Linked DNA regions of Mus musculus: regions 1, 2, 3 and 4 are each linked to region 5. The links are chromatin contacts, called in public HiChIP or PLAC-seq maps. All regions are on one chromosome and are shown on one strand. Each heading gives the region's core, a stretch centred on a gene start, on an enhancer-like site or on the middle of the called end of the contact. The rest is flanking DNA. Distances are from core to core; before and after follow the strand shown. Region 1 holds the start of Cib3 (calcium and integrin binding family member 3). Region 2 holds the start of Pgpep1 (pyroglutamyl-peptidase I). Region 3 holds the start of Rab8a (RAB8A, member RAS oncogene family). Region 4 holds the start of 2010320M18Rik (RIKEN cDNA 2010320M18 gene). Region 5 holds the start of Pgls (6-phosphogluconolactonase).

Region 1 (2,700 bases), core at 142-2,641, 620 kb after region 5:
AGGTGTGGCAGCAAGCATCTTTGCTTGTTGAGCCATATTGAGGACCCACAGTTTGTCTCTCTTTGTGCCATTCAGTGAGTTCCTCTCTCCTCCCAACCTTGGTTACTCTGTTTAACAATCTGGAAGCCTGGGCCAGTCAGGACTCTGTCCATCTGCCCTGGGAACTGAAGTTCTCCTTGCCCAAGCCTCAGTTTCCCCACCAGTAATCTGATCGTGATGGCCAAAGTGACCTTCCAGTAGTCCTCACAGACAATGGGCTGATGGGTGAGAGGTGTACCCATCAATAATGGATGCCCTGTACCCACATAAGAGGGACTCGACCTGATGCCCCACAGCTGAACCGCAGCCAGCTTGGGTTTCACAGATAATGGTCCAACAGACAGAAGGGTGTCATGGGAGTTTCATCTCTGTCCATCCTGTTGGGCTCAAGCCAGGAACCTGCAGTCACCCAAGGGCTGCCAATACTCCCCCACAATCTCCTTGCCACTTACAGCTGAGGGCTGGATCTCAGCTCTGCAGTGGACTCCCAACCTCAAAGGGCCAGTGTGCCTCTCCAAGGCTCTCGCACCTTCTGTGGCTCCCTGCTACCCTTAGGTAAAAGGACAAGTTCCTCAGTACAAAACCTCAGCCAGTATGACAGGGTGTGACTTCTCAGCCAACAGTCTCTGCCTCAGTCCACTGACCTTGAGGCAACACCCACATCAAAGCATGGTGGTACAGGCTTGCAAGGCAGAGGCAGGTGGATTTCTGTGTTCAGAGTGAGCCTGATTTACAGAAGGAGTTCTAGGACAGCCAGGGCTACACAGAGAAACCCTGTCTCTCAGTGAAAGAAAGGAAGAAAGGAAGGAGGAAAGAAAGAGAAAAGGAAAACCAAGAGGACCCAATATGGCAACAACCTGCCTGATGACCTGGGTTTGACCCCTAAGACTCATGTGGTGGAAAGAGAGACTGGAAAGCTGGACCAGCTATTTAGTCCCAGAACCCACCTAAAGGGGGCAGAAAAAAAAATCAACTCTGCAAATTGTCATCTAACTGCAACACACACACTATATCACATATTCACACATTTGCACACTCACACATCACGCCCCCCTGCAATAATATTTTTTTTAATTGCAGCCAGCTACAGTGACATATACCTGTGATCCCAGCACCCAAGAGGCAGAGGTAATGTTGAGGTTAGGCTGGGCTCATTCTCAAGCAAACAAAACAGAACAATAGCAAAAAGATTGCACAAAGGCCCAGCAGTGACTAGAAAGTTGTTTTGGGGTGTCACCTCCCTTCATTCCCCCACTGACCTCATGATCTCCTTCCTCGTGAAGAAAGTACAGTCCTGTGGGGAGAGAAACCAGCTTGATCCAGACCTGCCTCTGGGTCATCTCTCCCTGTGCCCCTCTACACACTCCAAATCCACACAGACAGCCTGATGTCCCAAACAGGGCTGTGCCAGCCTGGCAGGATCCACTGCACACACCCACCTGGTATTCCTCCAGCTGCTCGTGACTAAACACAGTCTGCTTGTTGCCCATGCTGCAGACTGCAGCCTTGAATACACTGGAACTGAAATTACAGGTGGCTCCTCGGGAGCACCCGTGCTCATAATGTTTGAGCAGATGTTCCTGCCCTGGCTGTCACCTGCCCACCTATCCAGTTGGTTGCCCCAAGCTTGGTGAAGCTCAAGTTACAGCCTGGCTCTCTGGGCAACCTTTTGAATGTGTCCACAGGTGTGGAAGAGGTCTGTGAGAGGTCACAGAGAAGCCATTCTGTCTGGAACACCTTCAAGGGAAAGCCATGCACATACCCCAGTCTACATCCTAGCTTTTCCCCCCTGCTAGCTGTGTGGTCTTGAGTAATTGTCTGACCTCTCTGAACCTTGCTTGTGAAATTGAAATTACATTACCATCTATAGGATCAGTCTGAGGGTGACAGACATATTGGATGTGGCAGTGTGTGACTGTGGCTGAGGCAGGAGGCGGAGGATTCCTATGCTTGCTTCCCTCTCTGCCTCTTCTCTTTTCTCTTCTCTTCTCTTCTCTTCTCTTCTCTTCTCTTCTCTTCTCTTCTCTTCTCTTCTCTTCGCTTCGCTTCGCTTCGCTTCTCTTCGCTTCTCTTCTCTCTCTTCTCTTCCCCTCCCCTCCCCTCCCTTCTCCTCCTCTCCTCTGTCCTCAGCCTTCTTCTTTTTTTTTTTTTTTTTTAGTTTTTCGAGGGTTTCTCTGTGTAGCCCTGGCTGTCCTGGAACTCACTCTGTAGACCAGGCTGGCCTGGAACCCAGAAATCCACCTGCCTCTGCCTTTCCAAGTGCTGGAGTCAAGGGTGTGCGCCACCATGCCCAGCTTGTCCTCAGCCTTTACTCTTTCCCTTTGGCCCTGTCCCAGTCATTTCTGGGTCCCTTCTTTAATGAGGACACTGGCAGACCTAACAATGCATCACTAAGCAGAGGCTGAATAACACCTTGTGCCTCAGTTTACCTATCTGTACAATGAGGTTGTTCTGCTTAGAGGAATATCTGTGACTGTGAAAAAGACCAATCTGAATAAATCCATTCAGAGTACCAGTCATGACTGCTGTCATCTTCTCAGCATCCGTAGTTTATAAAAAAAAGAACCAGCCAGGCGCGGTGGCGCATGCCTTTAATCCCAGCACTCGGGAGGCAGAGGCAAGTGGATTTCTGAGTGAGGGCCAACCTGGTCTACAGAGTGA
Region 2 (2,700 bases), core at 23-2,522, 930 kb before region 5:
TTATGAATCATAATATAAAAATCTGTGTTTCCCCACAATCTGAGGTGACCCTTGTGAAAGGGTCAATTGGCCCACAAAGGGGTCGTGACTCACAGGTTGAAAAATGCTACCTCTGAATGCGTCCTAAATTGAGACACTTTCTCAAAACAGAGGTGGATGGAGCCTGAGTAATGACACCCAAGGTTAACCTCTACACACACACACACACACACACACACACACACACACACACATCTAAGAACCTGGGTTAGTGTAACTCAGGTGGTAAGAGCCTGCTGCCAGTGTTAAGAGGTTAAGAGAGAGCCACCATACCTCAGGACAGCAGGTAGAGGACACATCTTGGGGCATCTCATCATGGTGGCACATGCTGCTCACCCTATCATTTGGAAGTTTGAAGCTAAATCATCACCCTGGGTTTGTAGCCAGCCTTGGTCACAGAGTTAAGTTCCAGGTCAGCAGGATAGTGCAACAGAATGAGACTCTATCTTAATAAACCAACCAACCAAATAAACACCCCCACCCCCAGAATGCTCCAATGGATCAGGGACACTGTCGTTCACACTTGTACTGCAGGGAACAGCAGGGAGAAAGTCCCAACCTTTCTCAGTTATAAAACACCTGTAGGAGTGGGAGTTTTTCCTGGCTCACTCCCTGTGGCCTCTCAGGGCAGAGGCTAACCCGAGTGCCCTCCTCCAAGGCCTGGAAATAAGAACAGTTGGCTTCCGGGGGTGCTGGTGACAGTAGGAGCTGGTCTCTAGAGTCCCTGGGTCATTCCGGGGTCAGGTTGACTCCAGGCCCAACACCTGCCCCAAACCGGGTTGCAGGCCCCTCCAACAATACAAGGTGCCAGGAGCAGAAGCTGAGCGGATCGTATGTCACTGGGACTTTTCCTGGCCGTAAACCCGCCTTTGTCCCCGGGGTCAGCGGGTGGGGACATGCCAGAGCTCTGAAGAGGCAGGGAGGGACTGCAGTACGCGAGGTGACCTGTCTGCACCCTAGTCCCCGCGCACTCCGAACTCCCGGCCGCGTGACCCCGGACTTTCCAGGTTACCAGGACCGAACGGTGCTATCGCGGGCGGCGACAACTGCAAACCTCTGGCAACCGCGAACACTTGCCCCGCCGCCCCGGTCCAGATGCACCTACCGGTTACCACTACCGCCTTCCGCGGCTGCTCCATGGTGGAATGCACTCTCTAGGATCCTGGCTGTAGGGACTGGAGCGGACACGGACCCCCGAGCCCCGCCCGGCCGCTCGGCCCCGCCCCCTAACGCTGGGCCTGCGCGGACACGCCCCGGACACGCCCCCGACCAGCTGTACGCTCCCCTGCGCGGCCCCCCGGGTTCCGCCGAGCCCCAAGCGCACCACTACACCCTGGACCCCAACGCCCGGGCCAGGCCATTCCTAGGCCACGCCTCCTAGAAACCACACCCCTAGCCAACCCCGCCCCCAGTCTTCCAAAGACCCTCCTCCAGGTCCTGTAAGGGACCCACCACGCCCCCAAGAATCACACGCCTGGAGCTTTCCAAACTCTCAGGTCGGGGTCACGCTCCAGCCAGGTCCCAAGCTCCCAAGACACTCCCAAACCCATCCTTAAAACAACTGGGCCCAGGTCATGTACCTCCGCCTACTCCCACGCAAGTGCAGATCCTTCCAATGCCCCTCGGCCAGGCCGCAGTCCACGTTCACACCCGCGACCCATGACATCCCTGGCTCAGGCCATGCTCTCTGAAACTTCTTCCTTCTAAAATCTACTCCGCCCTGAACCCACCTAGGGCAACGACCCCGACCCCCCTTCCCTTTATGCCACTGAAAACACTGAGCTGGGCATGCATACCGGGTCTCCATCTAGGCTCCGCCCCCAGTCTACCACCGCCAGGTTCCCTGTGGCCGCAGGGCTCACAAGGTACCTGGAGCCATGCCCCGCCCCAAGTATCGACCAGCCCAGGCCATCTCCCCTGGTCCCCCTGCCTGGCCACGCCTATTCGCTGCCAGGACCCTCCCCCTACTTGAATTTTAAACGTGCCTCCAACACGTAAGTGGGCAATGGGAGTGTGCTCCGCTCCAACCTTCTCAGTCTCAGTTTCTCTTCCTGTAAGACATAGGGCGGGGGAACAATTTGATTGTGTTCACTCATCACAGTTTACAAACAAGGACACCGAGGCATGGCTCTGAGGAAGACAGAAGTGTCACTTCAGCAGAAAGCTGAGGGAGGGGCGCAGGAGGAAGAGCTTTGACTCTCTGCCAACATGGCTAACTGGAATACTTCCTTTCCTTGGCTCCAGGTTGCACCTTATTACCCCAGAGCCTTTGCTCACCTGCACATCTAGCTGTTCACTGCCCAGACTTCCTCCTCCTGCAGTCCTTCTCCGACTGTCATCTCCTTTTAAGGACGCTGTTTTTCCATCCCCTACCTGGACATCGTTTAGGCTCATCTTAAGGAGGTCCCATTTTTCTAATGTTTCATATTTTTAAAAATCTTTTTTTTTTTTTTTTTTTTTTTTTGGTGTTTTCGAGACAGGGTTTCTCTGTATAGCCCTGGCTGTCCTGGAACTCACTTTGTAGACCAGGCTGGCCTCGAACTCAGAGATCTGCCTGCCTCTGCCTCCTGAGTGCTGGGATTAAAGGCATACGCTACCACGCTCGGCTTTAAAAAATCTTATTTGTTACTATGGTGTGTGTCACTTCAGCTGCTTTAGGGT
Region 3 (2,700 bases), core at 73-2,572, 570 kb after region 5:
TGCCCAGGAATTGAATACAATCCTCAGATTTAGCAACAAATGACTTACTTTACTGGCTGAGCCATGTAGTCAGCAACTCAGATCTTTTTTTTTTTAATTTATTTATTATATGTAAGTACACTGTAGCTGTCTTTAGACACCCCAGAAGAGGGCATCAGATCTCATTACTGATGATTGTGAGCCACCATGTAATTCAGGACCTCTGGAAGATCAGTAAGTGCTCTTAAACACTGAGCCATCTATCCACCCCCCCCCACTCCTTTTTTCTTTTTAAGATTTGAGTACACTGTAGTTGTCTTCAGACACACCAAAAGGGGGCACTGGATTCCATTACAGATGGTTATGAGGCACCATGTGGTTGCTGGGTATTGAACTCAAGGCCTCTGGAAGAGTAGTCTTAACCGCTGAGCCATCTCTCCAGCCCTCAGATGTTTATCTTAATGTGGCTTTATTTTATTTTGTCACTGTTCTCCCGTTACTCCGGGACTACACCTCAACATATTAAAAAACAGAAGGGAAAAAAAAATGCTACTCTGAAACCTAGGAAAGTCACTTCACCTGTCTTCAGTATACTTACCATAAAACGAGGAAAAGATTACCTACCAAGCCGGGCTGGTGTGGGGTGAAGGACCTTGACTTATTTTTAAGTATAGATAGCACCCGCAAGCACAGAAAAGAAAACAAAACAAAACAAAACAAAAAACGCTGCCATTACTTGGAAATGATAACATAGCCCTACCGGCGCTGAAGCCCTGGGATCGCTCACGGCAATGGCCGGCTTGCCTGTACAGCACCTAAGTAAGTCCAATGGTGGGCGCCAAGGCCGAGGAGCGAGTCTGCAGCACATCTTAACCCGCGCCACTTTTGCACCGCCGAAAATCCTCCTCAGAAGCATTACCACAGGTACTTCCTGCGCTTCGCCTCAGCGCCGGCTGCGGCTACGGCTGCTGCTGCGCAGGCAGAGAAGGCGGGAAACACGAGGCGTTCTCTGCGCGCGTGCGCTCTCTGCCAGAGCCAACCGTCTTCCCAGTACGCTTGCGCCTGTTCACCAAGCCCGTCCCTCCCACTCTCTCATCAACCAGCGCGCGGAATTGTTGGGGTCCCTCCTGTCGGGGGCAGGGCCTGGACGCTGAAGGGCTGAGGAGAAGGCGCGCACGGGAAGGCGGGGTCAAGATGTGACCACACCCATCGCTGGTCATTTGACGCCCTCACCCTCGACTCTCCAGCACTAGCCAATAACAAACCTCCCTATACCAAGCGTCAACCAATGGGCTGTGCAGTCGGCTGCTTCCGGCTCTGCGCCGCTTTCGCCTTTTTCCCCTGGGCTCTCTGCGACAGGCGGGGCTCCGGGTGGCGGGCGTAGGCCTGGATGATGCGCGGCGGGCAGGGGGCCAATAGGGGGCGGGATCTGAGATGATAGACGGGTCCAGCGACCAGTGGCGAGGCGCCGGCCGTACTTCCCGTCGGGGAGAGAGTGTAATATGGCGAAGACCTACGATTACCTGTTCAAGCTGCTGCTGATCGGGGACTCGGGGGTAGGGAAGACCTGTGTCCTGTTCCGCTTCTCCGAGGACGCCTTCAACTCCACATTCATCTCTACCATAGGTAGCGGGGCCTTGGGCGGCCGGTGACCAGGGCTGGACGCGCCCCTATGGGGCTGGGCTGAGGGATCGACTCAGGATCCACTCGGGCCGAGGATCCGGGAGGGTCACGGGGCTGGACAGAGAACCGCAGCGGCCTCCACCTCCCGCCAGGGAGTCCAGGCCGGGACCCTGGCGGGCGCCGGAGACCAAGGTGCAGACAGGGACATGCAGGCTGCAGTCTGAGGAAGAGCCTGCCCTGGGGTCCTGGCGCCTGTCAACTCTCTGTGTCTTTACATCAGACCTCTACACTGTTCTTCCGGGGAGACCCCCGTCTTCCAAAAGTGGAAACTGAGGCATGGAGGTGACACCTGACCTCGTAGTTTCCTATGTGGCAAGCTTGGCATGTGCAGTATCAAATCTGTAGTGTACTCGTGATGGGTGCTTTGTCCCTGGAGGAGGAATTTGAAACTGAGGGAGGGTGCGGCACGCACTGAAGGTCACAGTCTACAGGTATTAGGGATGAGATTTGAACCCAGGTGTGTCTGACTCCAAAATTCAAGGTTCAGCTGTTCCAGAGCTTCAAAGGACCAGCACCACTGATCCACATCTAAGTCAGGACTCCAACCCAAAGTCCTCCTGCCTTCTCTCTGAGGAATGGTGACAGTATCTGTCATCCTGGTGGGAATACAAGAGAAAAAGTTCCAGTAAGAAACTAAGTCCAGCCATGGCTACGTGCAGCCTTGACTGACTTCCTTTCACTGGGCCAAGAACACCACCTGAACAGCTTTTCCCCAGGGCTGCCTCACGGCACAGTTGAACAGAATTGGCTTGTGATGGCCCCAGTTCTGACGTCAAAAATGGTGCTGACCATGCTCCTTACCATGAATAGTCATGGCTCACATTGAGTGTTACCTGGAAGTAAATCCTGCCAAACAGAGTGACCTGGATGGTGTATGGTCCTGAAACAAGAGAATAGTCACTAGGCTTGGTTTATCCCTAGTCAGGATGTGGTTCCATTGTTGGAACCCTGGGTGCCATCTCCAGCACCCTGAAACCAGATGTGGTAGTGAACACCTGTAATGACAGCACTAAGGACAGGGAGGCAGGAAGATCGGGT
Region 4 (2,700 bases), core at 35-2,534, 820 kb before region 5:
GATGCACCCAAGTTCAAGGCAGGAACAAAGACAGTGACCACATGGCCAGTTAGACTTGGGGTTATTGGGGAACCCCAAGAAGGGGTTGAACACCTGAGCAGTGGACATGGCCTATCAAGAGCTGTGGCCTGGGTGGGCATCCAAGGAAACAGAAGCCTTGGTTCCTGCAGGGGAGGTTGAGACAGGGTGCAGGGGTGTCCCCAGCTTGCCTTAGCCTGGGGCTCTCTGGTGATGCAAGAGAGGGGAGGTGTCAAGAAGAACCATGGTCACCTTAGTGCCACAGTAGGATGGGGACAGGAGCTGGACACCCCACATTGGGTCCTAGCCTGGGTCCCCATTCCAGCCTGCAGTTGGGTCTTCTGTGCATCCTCCTGGGGGAGCAAGGCTGACAGGTCCTCGTATAGGGACAGGGCAATGCATAGACAGACCGGTTCCTGCAAAGGCCCGATGGTGGAAGACGCCTGTCTAGGATGCAGAGGCTTTCAGAAAGAAGCCATGAAAAAGGCGTTTAGCGTGCCAAGGGGAGGGTCTGGGCTTCATCCCCAGATCTCGGGGACCCGGTGCAGGTGTCCTAGAGGGACTTAAGGCTTTGTGGTCCAGGGTATCCGGTGTGACTCACTGTCCGGCCTCTTGTGGCCTGCATGTTATAGGTAGGGAAACTGAGGGTCGGAGAGGCCTCTCCTAAGAAAGCCACCCGTCTGCCCGCCCCCGTGCCGAGCACGTCTGCACACCATGGGGGGAGGGTATCGCGGAACCCCCAATGCAAAAGGAGGGGCCTACGATGCACGCATAGTCTGTGTGCTCACACAGACGGGCCCCTAGACCCTCGTGCACCCCGAAGACCCCTGGACGACGGAAGTGGCCGGATCCGGGGTCGTGTCCCGCTCTCCGCCCCGTTGCGGGCGGGGACCTCCCGGCCTTAGAGACCCTGTCTCTACCCCGCAGGCTGCACAGCCCCACGCTCAGCTCGGAGCCCGGTTTTGTGCGGCTCCTTCTCTCCTCGGGTCCTCCCCACCACCATCGACTCACCCACTCCGGCCGCCGTCGCCACCACCACGACCGCCGCCGCCGTCGCCGCAGCCGCGGGATCCCTGCGTCAGCCACCGTCGCCGCGGTTCCAAGCCTTCGGGCCCGCCCCCAGGCGGAAATAGCCGAGCGCACTCGGGTCGGGAGGGCGGGCCTTTCCCCCCACACGAGGCGGAGCCCGAAGACCGAGGCACGCGGGCAAGCCTCCGGAAGCTGCCGAGTGTGCTCCCGCGGGAATGGGAGGCTGGGCTTTGCCACGAGACAGCCGAGGCTGGTCGGAGACAGCCGAGCACGGCCGTCGGAGGCTCACGAAAACACTAGAAAGCGGAAGGGTCGGGAACGCATTCGGTCCGAAGCTGGGCTCGGTGGACTTGGGACTCTGAGATACCCGAGCCATTCCGGAAGCAGCAGAACGTGCCATAACAGGGGTTTGTTTGTGTTTTTTACGAAGTCGTGAACCTGCCAGACCGCGGAATGTGTCTGGGAGGAACCGAACGACCTCAACTCCAGGCCTTGGGAGTTGACTCGGAGGCCGCCGATAGCTTCCGGAAATTGCCGAAGGTCCACTGGACGAGCTCGGCAGCTGTACCCTCAATGGAGAGCCGCTGGTGGAAGGAATGGAAGGCGAAGGCACTGCCATGACAACCCTAGGCGTCCGGAAACAGCCGAAGTGTCTCCGGCCCAACACGCGCGAGAATGCGGCTTATCAGCGTCCGGAAGCGAGATTGTTTCCGGAAATACGGACAGACTCTGGCGAGACGGAGAGAACCAGAAGTTGCCGAGCTTGTTCGGCTGATTTCCGAGGGATTCATTTATCTATTTTAGCTCACCGCAAAGACTAGGGTAGAAAATTGGGACGGAGGGGTTGCAGCGAGAGTTCGGCAGTTAAGCATGCTCACTGCTCTTGCACAGGATCCAGGTTCAGTAAATTACAGCCGCGTATAACCCGACTGGAATTAAAAGCAAGAGCTATGACGCCCAGCGTTTTGGATTTTTCCTTTTTAAGATTTTGTGTTTTTCTTCATGTTCAACTGTGCGCCTTGTGAGTACCTGGTGTCTGTGGAAGTTAGAAGAGACATCGGATGCTCTAGAACTTGAGTTACGGCTGTGAGCTGCCATGTAGGTGCTGGGAATACAACCTGGGTCCTCTAGAAGAGCAGCCAGTGCTTTTAATCATTGATTCCTTTGGCTTTATTATTTGAAACAGGGTCTTGTTATTAGCCCAGGCTGTATCTGAACTCATGATCCTTCTGCTTCGTGCCTCCCCACGCCCCCACCTCCAAGTGTTAGGATTACATGTGTATACAGCCATGCCTGGAAACACTTCATTTTAGAGATGAGATTTTGCCCTATTGCCCTAGCCAGGATCCCAGCCTGCTAGGTAGCTGGGATGCAGGCTGGCTTGGATTAAGTGTTTAACCAAACCCCTATACAGCCAACAAAACTCACTTAGATGATATCGAGCCATCAGTTTTTCCCTACCCCCAGCCACTCACAAATGCACACACCAGTATCAGATGTCTTCATGGGACTTTATTTGATGCCAGCTCCAAGATGGGTAGAGGGCTACTCATGCACAGCCTTGGTCTCCCTTCCAGCAGAAGGTACTGGCTGCGAGTCAGGGAGGTGCAGAGGGTTTGAGTGCCTGCGAATTCCCCTCGTGGAGTGTGTAGA
Region 5 (2,700 bases), core at 76-2,575:
GGGGCATGATGTTAAATTCACAAACGATAAAAGGTTTTAAAATGTGTTCAAAGGCACATGCCTTTAATCCCAGCACTTGGGAAGGAGAGGCAGGCAGGTCTCTGTGAGTTGGAGGACAGCCTGGTCCACAGAGTTCCAGGACAGTCAGGGCAGCAGCAGCAGCAGCAGCATGTCTTGAATAACAACAAAGTTCTTGCAGTGTTTCACACTGTATAACTTGCCACTTGCAGCCTCACATGGGCACTCAGAAAGGCTGTAGGTTTAGGATTGGGGTCCAGCCAATGGTCTAGCCTGGGCTTAGCATGCAGAAGGCCCTGGGTTCAGTACCGACACAGTGACTGACTGCTTGGATTTTGGAGCTCTCTCGAGTTCAGGAGGGTGCAGTGGCTCAGGGGTTAAGATCACCGGTTCGGCTTTTTACCCTCCTTCCACACAGAGGACCACAACCATCTAACAGTTCCAGGGCATCCCATGCCCTCTCCTGGCCTCTGCATGCACTTGGTTCAAAGATATACATGCGGGAGAAAATTAAGAGAGAGGAACCAGAGGGGGTTTAATTGGGTCTTTGTGGTGGAAACAGCTGTCACCTTCTGACTGATCTACTTGGGTCAAGGCTCTTAACAGTCCTAAAGGTTCTGTATTTTCCTAAAATAGCACGGGCGACTGGGAGCCACCGGCTCAAGCACAAGAACCGGGGCAGTTTCACATTCAAATGCAGATGTTCAACTGTCGTGTGGCGGTTGTCTTGAGGAATCCTCTTTCTGCCGCAGACAGCTGTGAGCAGAAGACCTTACAAACTGCCGCATCCGCTGGAGTAACAGAGAAGGGGCGACTGGCCGAGATAGGCGAATGTGGGGAGAGCCGTGCAGGCATGGGGACGTCACAGCCTCTAACTCCCGGCTAGCCTCCTGTCCTTGCCACCTGAGAGCTTACTGACCTTATCACGCTGCAGCTGGCGCACTCTGTGCTTCCGACCGCACCCTGAAAAACGCTCAAGAGTGCTGTGGCACTCCGGTCACCCCAGCACTCCAATCAAGAACGATCAGGAGCGTGAGGCCAGTCGGAGCTACTAGACTCCAGCTTAAAAACTAAATAAAATGCGAGAAACCGGGCCAGCAAGGCGTGTCTCGCCCAGGGAAGCGCCGGGGACTGCCCGCCCACTACCCACCTCAAAGCCCTGCGGAGCACTGCGGTTTCGGGAACCACCCGCTAGCCCGGCCCCGGCGACGCTTCTTTTGTGCAACTGCACATGCGCCACGACCTTGGCTCAAAGTGCTCGGACCCATGGCAGCGCGGCCGTCGCGCAGGCGCACTGGCGTACTGGCCTCTGCCGGGAGCGCCGCCGCCTCCCCACCGCCATGGCAGCACCCGCGCCCAGTCTCATCTCGGTCTTCTCCAGCCCGCAAGAGCTGGGCGCGTCGCTGGCGCAGCTGGTGGCGCAGCGGGCCGCGAGCTGCCTGGAAGGGGACCGTGGCCGCTTCGCGCTTGGTCTGTCAGGCGGCAGCCTGGTCTCCATGCTAGCCCGAGACCTGCCCGCCGCCGCCGCTCCCGCTGGACCAGCCAGCTTTGCGCGCTGGACGCTCGGCTTCTGCGACGAGCGCCTCGTGCCCTTCGACCACGCCGAGAGCACGTACGGCCTCTACCGGGTGAGCGCTGCGGGGGCGCGCACCGTACGGGCTACGGGGGCCGCCGTGGGCCACGCCGAGCTGGCTCAGCCTACCGTGGAAACTCAAGATACAAGGGCCGCCGTGGGCCACGCGGAGTCGGCTCAGTCCGCCGAGGAAGCGCGGGCCACGCCGAACTGGCTCAGCCTGCCTAGGAAACGCAAGGATCTGCTTCAACGCCTACCCGCGGGCTCCGGGCCCCACGGGGTCTTGCTGGATGCGCAGTGATGTCCATCCAAGTGCAGCCTGACGGGCCTCCGTCCCCCGTATCTTCCTAAGGGCCGTACCTTGGCTGTGGGGCCTCGTGGGTCATGGCTGTTTGTGCACTCAGCCTGCCTCTAGTGTCCAGGGTGTGTTGGGTCTCAGTTTTCTTTAACAAGAGCCGTTGGCCATCGCCTCCCAGCAGCCTGGGGTATGATGGCCACAAGGCGCCCTATAGGTTACAGAGGTCCCTGCGTCACACACAGGGAAACTGAGGCATGGAGGATTGAGCTCTGAGCACACTTGGATGACTGCCACCACCTCCTAGGGGAAGCTGGTCCAGTGTCATGGGTCTGAAGCAGGGGAGGAAGGGCCATTACACTTACTTACAGGTGGGGAAACAGAAGATTCATGTCGCCTTGACCCTCATCTAGGGACCTGAAACTGCACCACTTTGAACACGATGCCTGCCCAAGAACTTCACTGAACTGGCTGTGTGTACTAGCACAAGGCTCAGTTGGTAGGGTACTTGTAGCTCAGTTGATATTGTGCTTGCCTAGAATGCTTAAGGTCCAGGCTTCATTTCCAGTGTCATATAAACCAGGAATGATGGTGCACCCCTGTCTTCCCAGCAATGAGGAAGTAGAGGCTGGAGGATCGGGAGTTCAAGGTCATTCCCAGCTACCCAGTTCGAGGCTAGCCTGTGCAACGTGAGACTTATTTTGATGCAGCCCACTCAAGAAAAATAAAGCTAAGACCCCTAAGTAGGCCCCTCTGAGGTGACCTGGTTAACAGCTGGGTCTTTGAAGGAAGCAGGATTTCATCACCAGGAATC

Evidence for each region. HiChIP or PLAC-seq counts read pairs in DNA pulled down with a chosen protein or histone mark.
Region 1: a contact with region 5 is called in an H3K4me3 HiChIP or PLAC-seq map of pro-B cells, with 5 times the contacts expected there. The contact joins the promoter of Cib3 here to the promoter of Pgls in region 5. A contact is called at or near these places in 2 of 39 promoter capture datasets (liver and pre-B cells), 3 of 115 datasets of contacts at active chromatin or transcription factors (embryonic midbrain, large pre-B cells and pro-B cells) and 1 of 9 other capture datasets (embryonic stem cells).
Region 2: a contact with region 5 is called in a FOXA1 HiChIP or PLAC-seq map of pancreatic cancer cells. The contact joins the promoter of Pgpep1 here to the promoter of Pgls in region 5. A contact is called at or near these places in 1 of 39 promoter capture datasets (neural stem cells) and 3 of 115 datasets of contacts at active chromatin or transcription factors (embryonic stem cells and pancreatic cancer cells).
Region 3: a contact with region 5 is called in an H3K27ac HiChIP or PLAC-seq map of hepatocytes, with 5 times the contacts expected there. The contact joins the promoter of Rab8a here to the promoter of Pgls in region 5. A contact is called at or near these places in 7 of 39 promoter capture datasets (3T3-L1-derived adipocytes, the HPC-7 cell line, cranial neural crest and 4 more) and 7 of 115 datasets of contacts at active chromatin or transcription factors (the 230-238 cell line, astrocytes, embryonic stem cells and 3 more).
Region 4: an H3K4me3 HiChIP or PLAC-seq map of pro-B cells shows a contact between it and region 5, with 3 times the contacts expected there. The contact joins the promoter of 2010320M18Rik here to the promoter of Pgls in region 5. A contact is called at or near these places in 4 of 39 promoter capture datasets (cranial neural crest, embryonic stem cells, liver and 1 more), 7 of 115 datasets of contacts at active chromatin or transcription factors (embryonic stem cells, extraembryonic endoderm stem cells, forebrain and 3 more) and 1 of 9 other capture datasets (embryonic stem cells).

The regions. Positions count from the first base shown.
Region 1 is chr8:72,211,446-72,214,145 of GRCm38.p6, forward strand. Cib3 (calcium and integrin binding family member 3) reads right to left here and starts at 1,392. Exons shown (of 5, transcript NM_001080812.1): 1 at 1,299-1,392. The coding sequence starts at 1,303.
Region 2 is chr8:70,658,466-70,661,165 of GRCm38.p6, forward strand. Pgpep1 (pyroglutamyl-peptidase I) reads right to left here and starts at 1,273. Exons shown (of 5, transcript NM_023217.4): 1 at 1,145-1,273. The coding sequence starts at 1,178.
Region 3 is chr8:72,159,878-72,162,577 of GRCm38.p6, forward strand. It overlaps Rab8a (RAB8A, member RAS oncogene family), which reads left to right and starts at 1,323. Exons shown (of 8, transcript NM_023126.2): 1 at 1,323-1,605. The coding sequence starts at 1,482.
Region 4 is chr8:70,775,578-70,778,277 of GRCm38.p6, forward strand. It overlaps 2010320M18Rik (RIKEN cDNA 2010320M18 gene), which reads left to right and starts at 1,285. Exons shown (of 1, transcript NR_029440.1): 1 at 1,285-2,029. Pik3r2 (phosphoinositide-3-kinase regulatory subunit 2) reads right to left here and starts at 1,135. Exons shown (of 16, transcript NM_008841.3): 1 at 1,030-1,135. Mast3 (microtubule associated serine/threonine kinase 3) reads right to left here. Exons shown (of 26, transcript NM_199308.2): 26 at 2,540-2,700.
Region 5 is chr8:71,590,859-71,593,558 of GRCm38.p6, forward strand. Pgls (6-phosphogluconolactonase) reads left to right here and starts at 1,326. Exons shown (of 5, transcript NM_025396.3): 1 at 1,326-1,646. The coding sequence starts at 1,359.